Regions from separate parts of the Triticum aestivum genome. Here region 2 is linked to region 1. Evidence: chromatin contacts called from public Hi-C data. All regions are on one chromosome and are shown on one strand. The core of a region is the stretch at or near the end of the contact, and the rest is flanking DNA. Distances in the headings are between cores, read along the strand shown. Region 1 has its middle 130 kb from the start of LOC123121572. Region 2 has its middle 20 kb from the start of LOC123121573.

Region 1 (5,278 bases), core at 1,381-3,880:
ACTAGCCTTTCGGTTCAGATATTTACCGGTCAGACCACCGGTCAACTGGTCAATCAACTTGTTTCTAGGCACTAAATAAAAAGAAATCAAATACCACCAGTTTCTATAATTATTATTTTTTAGAAAATATTTTCTATAAATAATTTTTTTAGACAATAATATGGTATCTTGGGCGTGATGGTTATTGGGCCAAACCTGAAGGCGATTACTGTAACGACCTAGGATCGTATCAAAATCCATGTGGACTAACTTCTATTATAATTTATCTGCACGCGTATGGCTTATTCAGCGCCCTGGTTTTTACCCCGGTTTACAAAAAAAAAGTCTATTCAGATGGTTCAAACTCGTTCAATAGTAGAATACAAAGAAACAAATTCTTGAACGTAGATAAAACAATTCTGCCGGTTCAAATAATAGAATGTGAAAATCTTTTGTTCCAGACCTTTCCTAAGATATATAAACATGTGTATCTAAATGCAACTAAGCAAACAGAAAGCGGCTCATTGGCTTGTGCAACACCCCCTATGCGGGAGCTTTTGAGATCGAGTTTAGGCAGCAACAGTGCTACATTATTCTTTTTTTCTTTCTCTTTCTCACTTATAGGTGGGACCCACAAATAAGAGAGTGCGGGCCTGGCCTCGCTGGTGTGCCACGTAGGCAAAGTTAGCAGTAAGTTAACTGTCACTTACGGAAATGTATGTAAGTGTACCTCAAACACAAGTTTTAGGGTTAATTTGTGTCATTTTTCAACTTTATGTATGAATTTATACGCACCGTGCAAGTTTGTGTACTAATAGCGTAATTAACTCTTATTAATTTGTTTTTGCAAAACAGATGCACCTACCCATAGGTTTCAAACGTTCCCCTCCCAGTTAAGATATAGTACCACGTACCACTCTCGTTTCTTATGATTCATCTCAAGATTTTTAAGATGATGACAAGTGTCATCCTATCAAATTTTCGTACAACTTCTAGTTCCTACGCCATCAACCTATTGTATTGTAGCCGTAGTATGATTGACAGGTTACTCGCCGATAGAGTTGAGAAGTTTAACTGTTGACCATGTTGAAGAATGTACTCCCTCCGTTTCTTTTTAGTCTGCATATAAGACTTGGTCAAAGTCAAACTTTATAAAGTTTGATCAACTTTATAGAAAAAATATCAACATCTACAATACCAAAGCTATATGATATGAAAATTAATTTCATGATGCATCTAATAATATTGATTTCATAATGTGAATCTTGATTTTTTTTTATAAACTTAGTCAAAGTTAACAAGGTTTGACTTTGACCAAATCTTATATGTAGAGTAAAAAGAAACAAGGGAGTACTGTATCTCGGTCGCCATCTGTGGGGAATAAACAAAATAGTACACCATGGAGGGCACGGAGTACGGTATACAGAACCGTTGAAAAGAGAGTGCAGTATACAGAGCAGGGTCCACTGCACATAGTATTAACGAGGTCCGGTCCACATTTTCGAGTAGTGAACCTTGACGCTCCTCGATCCAAGGCATCCGCGTGATTACCTGGAAGGGAGCCTAAACTTAAGGCTTTTCCAAGCCTTGCCGATAGGCGCCTCATGGCTCATAAAGGAAGAGTAGCGCGCTAGCGCGGCTCGCTGCGTTTGCAGCGCAGGGGAGTGCAATTCTCACTGACTGCATCATCTCCTAGGGTACTTATCGGCTCTCTGAAACACTGCACGATTCGAGTCCTACATGATGATCGGCGGCAGCCAAAACCATGGCATGCACGCAGGGAGACGCAGAGGGCATCCCATGATTCTCCTCGAGGTACTACTACTCCATAGTGTGGGCACATAGTACTGGTACGACCACGTAGCATTAGCTGTTCGTTCCATTAGTTGTTTTATAAGTTGTCTCAAAGCTGCTCCATTTCTGTAGCAAGCAGACCTCATGAGCTAGCCGTCAAAGATCTCATGAGCAATCTGCCAGCTAACAACTCCCCCTGGATCTTCCCTCTGGCACATGATCCACTGATCCGATCGGGTAAAAAGGAGGAAAAAGGTCTCATGCTAGTATGCTACGTAGCACTAGCTTCAAGTGTCCGAAGACCGTGACCAGAGAGCCAAAGGCTTGAACGAGCTAGTTTTCGCTTTTCTCGGCTGTCACGCACTGCACTAGGCCGGCCGCTAGCTAATGATCGGGCTACGTACAAAACAAAACAGCCACCAACTGCATGCATGCAGAGCAGTTTTTTGCTGGCGCGCTGGGGCCGGACGATCGAGTCCGTCTCAAGAGGCAGCAGCGAGCGCAGCTAGGTCGAGACATAGGATCCCTTTACGCATTGACGGGGGCTGCAGCGCGGCCCAGGGCGCCTGCCCTGCTTTTCGTGCCGTGGCAGCCTGCCTGCCCCGAGTGCAGGCCGGCGCTTCACGTACACCGGGTCGTCGTCGCTGCCTGCGCTCCCCGGGCCGGCGGAGAGAAACGGTCAAGGTTGATGTCGCTTCGGCCGGTCGTTCGGTCTTGTCCAGCCCTGCCCGACGCCGTGTCGTGTCATGGACGACGTGAACCTGAACCCAATCAATCACGCACCCGCATGGCCGCATCCGTTCATACTTACTTCATAACCGGTACTACTATCATCCATGGTTCGGTGGTCATGTGTGGGCCGATGGTCCAGCAGAGCGAGCATCTCATCAGTCATCAGTGGGGGGATGCGCCTTCAGCTGGATGATCGATCACTCGATCAGGTCTTGCTCATCATGGAAATCTCTGAATCTGCCAGGCACACATGGACGATGGTCCATGCATCAACCTGCATCGCTCCAGCCAAGCCAAGAATCATCACCCCGACCTGACCTGACTGTGACTCCGTCCAAAAAGGAAAGGGGAAGAATCATCACCCTAGAACCAACTCAGCCGGGCAGGGCAGGACCGCCGCGTATCGCCGTCCCCGGCCGCCACGGCGCCATCCTCGCTCTCGTTCAAAAGGCGCGGCAGCACCATCCCGCGAGATGAAATTTCTTATATTTTTGGGTGGGGTATCTCGCACACTGAATGATTGGGCCCTCTGCTAGCCCGTTTTGTTCGCATCTGCTGCACAGTGCAGAATCCAAGAAAAAGCCCACGCCACTCCATCACCAAGCATCGATGACCCTCTGCTGAATTCATCGATCGGCTGGGTGCGGTGCGGTGCGGTGCAGTGCCGCCGGCGAATAATTTGCTTGATGATTGATCGTCTCGCCCCTGCGCCGGCCGCACGATCGAGGCAGGCAGAGGCGAGGGAATTGTTGGCACCGGGATTGTGCGGCCTGAGTCGTAATGATTCACCTGCCTGCCTGCTCGGTCAGACCAGACGACGAGAGACGAGCCGTAGCGAGCAGCGGAGCACTAGGCTAGGCTGCAAAGCAAGAAAACTGCCGACTGCAGGTCGGGTGCAGCCCACAATGCGGCTCTGCAAATATTCTGATCCTGTGTGTATCCGTGACGAAACTGCTTTGCATACGATGCTTTTCTCGTCCGAACGGTATGACCAGAGAGCAAAATCATCTGTAGATACTATGGCCCACAAACTGAACTATTTATAATTATCTCTAGTCGTAGGGCAGAAAACTCGTCGTACGCATAGCAAGGTTCTATCCGTGAATATTCGGTCTTGTGCTCATGGCTGCTCTGTCAGAGAGAATGATTACCTCTCACGGTGACCCTTCTTTTTTTCGAGTAAAACCTCTCACGGTGACCTGTGTGTGTGAACTGCAACGCAACGTGTGAAGGAAATCGCATTGTTTCTCATTTTCTCAATCGTTTTTTCTCTCTTTCGGCCCATTACGAACTATTAGGCCTGCATTCGGCCCAGAAGTCTAATATGAAAAGGACTCAAACGAAGCGGGGGCTATGTACCAATGAAGGCAGGGATTTTCTTTCTTATGTTTTAGGATTGGCAAGAGGATGGCTGCCTCGGCTTCAAAGCCGTTGGAGAATGTGCTCTTATCACTACAGGGACACGAGAGAAATTTCTCGAAGGTAGTATTAAAGGAAAGGGGCATTATCGGTGTTAGCGACAAAGAGATGGTTTGCATTATAGATACGAAAAGGGGGCATGCCTGGATACAATAGTAAAAAAAAGGGACCAACCTCCGTCTCGCATGAAACGCTTGCCTTAGCAAGCCAGTACAGTATGGCAATTTTGGGAATATTTTACATATTGGTAAAAACCGGTTTTAGAACCTTTCATATGATTTTGTCCTTTTTCTTCTGATTTTTCACTATTCTGTATGTTTCTCTAATGTTTTTAATCGGTTTATTTTAGTTTTCTTTTGGTTCTTATACATTTTTGTTTTGTTTTTTATTTTCCCCCTTTTAAGTACATATCAACTTTCATTTAAATATATGTTGCTATTTTCTCATCCACAAGTTTAACCTTTTTGTGTTACACATTAAACAATTGTCAAGTACACATGAACAGTTTTTAATACACATTGTCCTTTTTCCAGATACACGTTTAACACTTCTTGAACACATGTTTGATAATTTTTTCATACATGGTGTACATTTTTTAACATACATTGAATTCTCCCTTCGTCCCAAAATGCAGGACCATTTTTTGATAGTGCTAACAATGATATTACATTTCAGATGAAAGCAGTATTTTTTATAAATTTCGTCAACGTTTTTTAAACGTGCGAAGCAGTTGTTAAGAGTTAGATTTTTTTTTAAATCATAAACATTTTTTGATTGGCCTGAAACTACTTTTAAAATTACGCACACACTTTTTTTTACATTATTCCAAATGTTCGGTAATGTCACAAACATTTTTAGAAAGATGTGACAAATATTTTTTTGAATAGTACGAAACTTGCGATATTGAGGGGATAAATACCAACTAATCAAGAGACATAAGACGGTCCACAAAGCAATTGATCATGATCAATTTTTAAGCCCACTTGGATACTGAGCATTTACCCACAAGCATAGAATTATTTTTAATAAGTAGTTGTAGATGCAACTTCAGAAAAGAGAATCTGATAAAGCTATAAACATCTTCCATGATCTTATTTCTTTCACTCTTGCTCGAGACGGAATTACGCAGAGGTCTTTAATATTGTATAATCATTCCTTATTTATTCCACAAACAGATTATAATGTGTGAACATTTTTAAATGTCGCAATTCATTCTATAAACATCTTTGAAAAGTTGCTTTAAGATTTTTTCACATACGTGAACAAGTATTAACTGTGCGATTAAAAATTGAAGTAAATTATTATTTGGTATATATGTATTTATAATATCTCAAATATATAAAAATTACTGGAT
Region 2 (5,089 bases), core at 2,551-5,050, 150 kb before region 1:
TTGAGCATCAAGGGCCGGTTGGCCCAACCATGTCAGGTCTTGAACGCCTGCAGCGGCAAAGGTGAATAATCCTCTTAGTTACTAAAATAATGTGTTGAGGACTCGGGCAATGATCTCATTCGTGCACCAGAAAAGAAATGTCCAGCATATCTGCCACTACTTTTTTCTAAAGATGCCACTACCTATTGTGAAGTTTAATATCAATGGACAAATACTCATTTCAAACTGCAAAAACAGAATGCCGACAGAGGCCAATGATATTCAACTATCTAGCAATCTCACGAGTAAAAAAGAGGAAGGCATGAATATGAAAACATCTGCACAATTTGAGTACAGTTCAAACAAAACCTACATATGTATACATAGAGATAGCCATATGGAACCATAAACCAAGGCAGAGGCCACCCAAAGCAGAACAACGAATAGTGACAAAGAAACATCAAAGCAACACTAAAGAGAGAAAATAGCAAAGAGGAAGAAAGTGTGTGCAAATATACAAAAGCACATGGCTTCCGAAACACCGACCAAGAAGCGTCAAAATCAATACACCGACCAACCTACATGCCTTGTTAGACCTGAGGTACAGACGTCAATCTATTCTTCCAAGAACAAGAGGCTAATGTACTTTAAGAAAATCAACAGTGCAACCATGCAGTCACAAATGAATCCTATGGTGGCAACTATTTTTCTTCTCTCTAGCTCTAATTCTGAACACAACACAGTGATCCATCCTATTCTAAACAGTATACTGAAATCTGAATTTAGTGGGTGGCATGTATGTATGGGCAACCTAGCTACTCCAGCTTCAAAAGAACCAAGTTCCAACTCCACAACACAGATGAGCATTACAGACCACTTTTCAGTACCACCATTCTGGCTTTACCGTCATGTGGCAACCAAACTGGTACTCCTTTTGTTAAAGGAAGTACTCTATTGACCCTTCATAGACACAACTCAATTAACTGGGTGGGCCAATGTTGGAAAAAATAACCATTATCTATTCCAAAAACATAGATGAGCAGTATACCTAATTATTTTAGCTGGCCAATCATTTTGTACCCGATGCAATCTTCAAGTATATACTGGGGCCAACTTATTTGTTGATACTAAGAAATGTAAAACTAAGCTAGAGTAGCAAAGGTATAGAGGTTGTACCAGTCAGCGAATCTGCACTGCACTATTTGGAAGAGCGTCAGACGGATCCAGCTATCTCTAGTCAGAGACGCACCAAAGTCTGACCTGACAACCCCTCTTTTCTTCTTTAGCTAAGGAAAGCATAAGGAAAGCTCCATGAGAATTGAATAAGTTGAAATAAATAAGCGACAATTAAATGAGGCATTCAACCAAGGCACAACTTAATTTTTTGTATGCCTTCTTTTTACTGACGGTAAAGCAGAGAATACTTCCACAGTCACCGCGGACAAATTAAAACAAGACACATATTACTGAATGTACTTATATGTTCTAAAAGAAAATCCTAAAGTAGGAAGATAGTATATTATGGTGTCCCTACTGCCTACTATGTAATCTCCACTGATGAGACGCACTACAAAGATCCAATATTTTGTGCAACGTGTAGATGTAGGAAGAACTTCAAAGAATACCGCCTACAGTTTGAGCCGGCTTATCTTAATTTAGGCAAGTGTAGTAGGAAAAAATGAAGAGATTAATACGCAAAATTGCCTGTAGTTTATAGAATCAAATTAAAAACATAACTTCCAGCCATATCTTCAACAAGGAAATTTAACTTGAGCATCAGAGGGGAATTTATTGCTATACCTATAGGCTTTCGGTCCCTGTACAGCTAGTGCAAAGCAGTCACTGCTTTGATTTCTTCCCTGTCCTAACTCCCTTTGCACCACCAGAGTTTCTTAATTTCAAGGTGTGTATATACAGACAATTCGACTGTCCATGTGAATTTAAAGTACACAGATAAAGATACAAGAGAAGATGCAGCACCTGTTGTTCTTGGGGATCTTAATATGATCATCCTTTTCTTCAGCATCAAGCGAAGAAGCATCAGCCTGACCATCAAGGGTGACAAAACGGATCAGGAAGCAAAGATGTGTATATACAGCCTGGCTGCTTCGTCAGACTGGAGCACAGGTTCTTCTGGTGCAGCAGTTTTGTTTGCCTTGCCTGCTTTGTCAAACTTCATAAGCCCAAATGCACATACCAAAGTTTGTGGAATTCACAACCTAAGAAAAGTAAACTAAACCTTCTCCTCTAACGTGAAATTACTAATAAGAGGAAGCAGTTGGTACAGAAAAACTGCTGCAACTACGAAAGGAAAAACTGGAAATTTTAGCTACATATCCTCACAAAATTGCTCAAGTGTACTGAACCTGAATATACACACCTACGATTTAGCACTAACTTTACTACGGATTAGATTCCATTCACTATCATGTGTGGCTGCCACCATACGCAGCAGCCGACCGATCACAAGATAGATGATTAGCTATAACAAGGGGACAAATAGTTTAATTAGTGGTCAGCCTAACAAGAATCTAAACAATCAGTTGCGAAGAAGCAGTTACATCAGGGTGATGATTGGACCATGAACTGAGAGAGATGAGGAATATACCTAGTACAAATCCAATCACAGTTCCTTCTTTCTCATTGCTGATTATACCACCATTGCCATTAGGAACACCTACAAAATATGTGTTCACAACTCCTGAATATCCCATGAGAAATAGCAGCAATACAAATCGATGAAAGTGGACTAAAATAGATCATTTACTGTCGTAAAAATTCAATGAGTATGCCAACAGAAGAAAAGTAAACCAGGTAACGAACCACCACTAAACGAACAAGTTGGTGTACAAAATATAACCAATTAGGGTGTAAAAACATGACCTTGAACTTGCACCAAATCCAGAAATTGAAGAGCATTGTTTAAAGAAGAAGACATATGTAACACATGAAGAATGCAATCTTCTGACAATAACTACTCTCTGGCACACCAAAATAACATAGCCCCGTGTAGAACAAATGAACATGACTACCTTGAGAGAAAGAGAGAGAGAGAGAGAGAGAGAGAGAGATCACCTTTTTCTTCACCAAGATCTTCCTCAAGATTCATCCCCTTCTCCTTTTCTCTCAGATCTGCACACATGTGTTTAGAAAAAACCCATAAATCTAGGAGTAAAAACTGGGGAAGAAGATGAGACCTTGCTGCTCCTTACCTCATGGCCACCCCTCATCCTCCCCTGCTCCATGCCCACCATAAATACCACGCCACCCCTGCTCTCCAATGGCAATGACTTGCACGTGATCCAGAAGCACAACGCGCGGCGACAGCGAATCGAGAAACATGTAGAGAGATGGATGACGGTGCAGCTCCAGGGAAGGATTTGGCGGCCACGAAAAGGAGTCGCCGGCTAGGGTTCCGCCCCCATCCATGGCCTTCCTTGAGGACCGGGTGGACGACAGCGCGCTGGTGCCGGTGCCGCTGCGGATCTGGGCGTCGCTCCGCTCGATCTGGGCCTCCCCTCCCCTTCCCTTCCCTTCCTTTGGAGACGAAGGAAGGTGAGGGTGGAGCGGCGGCGCTGGAGGGAGAGGAGGCCACCGGAGTTTGGGTTGGGTGGCTGGGAGTCCAGGCAGAGGAGAGAGGAGCGGTGGTGGTTGGGGGTCGCGGGGGAGGAGAGCGGCGGCTAGGGTTCGTGCGCGTGGGGAGCGTTTCTTTCACTGTCGCTCGCTGCCCGCTCGATTCACTGGAGGAGAAAGCGGACGGGTGCGGGGCCTGCACGTTGAGCGCGGTGAGGTGGTTTTTTCGGTCGCGTGGTGCACTGCGCCCCCCACGCGCGGGCGCGGTGCGGTGGTCTTTTTCGTCTCGCGTGGTGCCATGCTCTCGAGGCATCGGCTGTGCCTAACACTTCTCGAGGCTTTATATGTTAGATATCAAACACGGCTCACAGACCATACTCCCTTTGGTCTTTTTACTTAGCGTATTCGATTTTTGTCAAGTCAAACTTTATAAATTTTGACCAAATTTATATTAAAAAATATCAACATCTGCAATACAAAATATACTATGAAACATAATGAATTTAACAATATTGATTTGGCATTCTGAATGTTGATACTTTTTTCTATAAATTTGGTCAAAGTAGATATACTTTAACTTCGGACAAAACATATACGCGAACTAAAAAGAAACAAACTTAAAAAAAAGACTAAAAAGAACCGGTGGAAGTATATCGAACAAAAACACCGGGCCAGCCCAGATGCCACGGTGGCACGGTCAACAACCATCGAGAAGGCCGCGAGGGGGGGACAAGACGACGGGAGAGCTCTTCGGCCGTCCGCAGACATCGTCGTTGCGTTAGGCCAACTCCACCGCACGACCCCAAACAGACGTCCGGTTTGGCCGGATTTTGTCCCTTTGAGGCGGCAATGGGTTCGCCCATGTCCGCGTCTGTCCGATGGGTCGTGGGTGCGCCCAGCGCGCGGCCGCATCCCAAATCTTGTCCGTGTTGGACGTGATTAAAAAACATAAAAACTTAAATAAAATGACTTTAAAAAATAAATAAACGCATTTAAAAAAACTTAAAACTTAAGTTAGGGTCATGGCCACAAAACGGCCAGTTTCACGTCCAACTTAGTGCCATAATTAAACATAAAAAAGAAAATAAAAACGGCCGCCGCCCGCGCGCTCCTGCCCGTTGAAAGGATCGAGAAGAGGTGTCTAGAGGGGGCTGAATAGACTCTTAGCAAGAAAAGTTGCAGTTTTTAAATTCTTTAAGTTGAAGTGGAGTTTTAGCACAAATTCAAACATTCACAATACATATCAAGCAAGCATGACAAGAGTATATGAGCAGCGGAAAGTAAATCATGCAAGTTGCAAGAATGTAAAGGGATGGGATTGGAGTGTGCAAACACAATTGGAGACACGGAGATTTTTTATCCGTGGTTCCGATAGGTGGTGCTATCGTACATCCACGTTGATGGAGACTTCAACCCACGAAGGGTAACGGTTGCGCGAGTCCACGGAGGGCTCCACCCACGAAGGGTCCACGAAGAAGCAACCTTGTCTATCCCACCATGGCCATCGCCCACGAAGGACTTGCCTCACTAGGGTAGA

Evidence for each region. A called contact is a pair of places that touch in the nucleus more often than the background predicts.
Region 2: a Hi-C map of an unstated tissue shows a contact between it and region 1, with 7 times the contacts expected there. The contact joins two enhancer-like sites. A contact is called at or near these places in 3 of 5 Hi-C or Micro-C datasets (leaf and an unstated tissue) and 1 of 1 datasets of contacts at active chromatin or transcription factors (leaf).

Annotation. Positions count from the first base shown.
Region 1 is chr5D:335,934,218-335,939,495 of IWGSC CS RefSeq v2.1, reverse strand. No RefSeq gene overlaps it. Among protein-coding and RNA genes, the nearest start is that of LOC123121572, 130 kb to the right of the region's middle. Within about 2 kb of position 2,630, at least 1 of the 8 cell types and tissues checked has an H3K27ac peak or open chromatin away from gene starts, as enhancers often do.
Region 2 is chr5D:336,089,597-336,094,685 of IWGSC CS RefSeq v2.1, reverse strand. No RefSeq gene overlaps it. Among protein-coding and RNA genes, the nearest start is that of LOC123121573, 20 kb to the right of the region's middle. Within about 2 kb of position 3,800, at least 6 of the 8 cell types and tissues checked have an H3K27ac peak or open chromatin away from gene starts, as enhancers often do.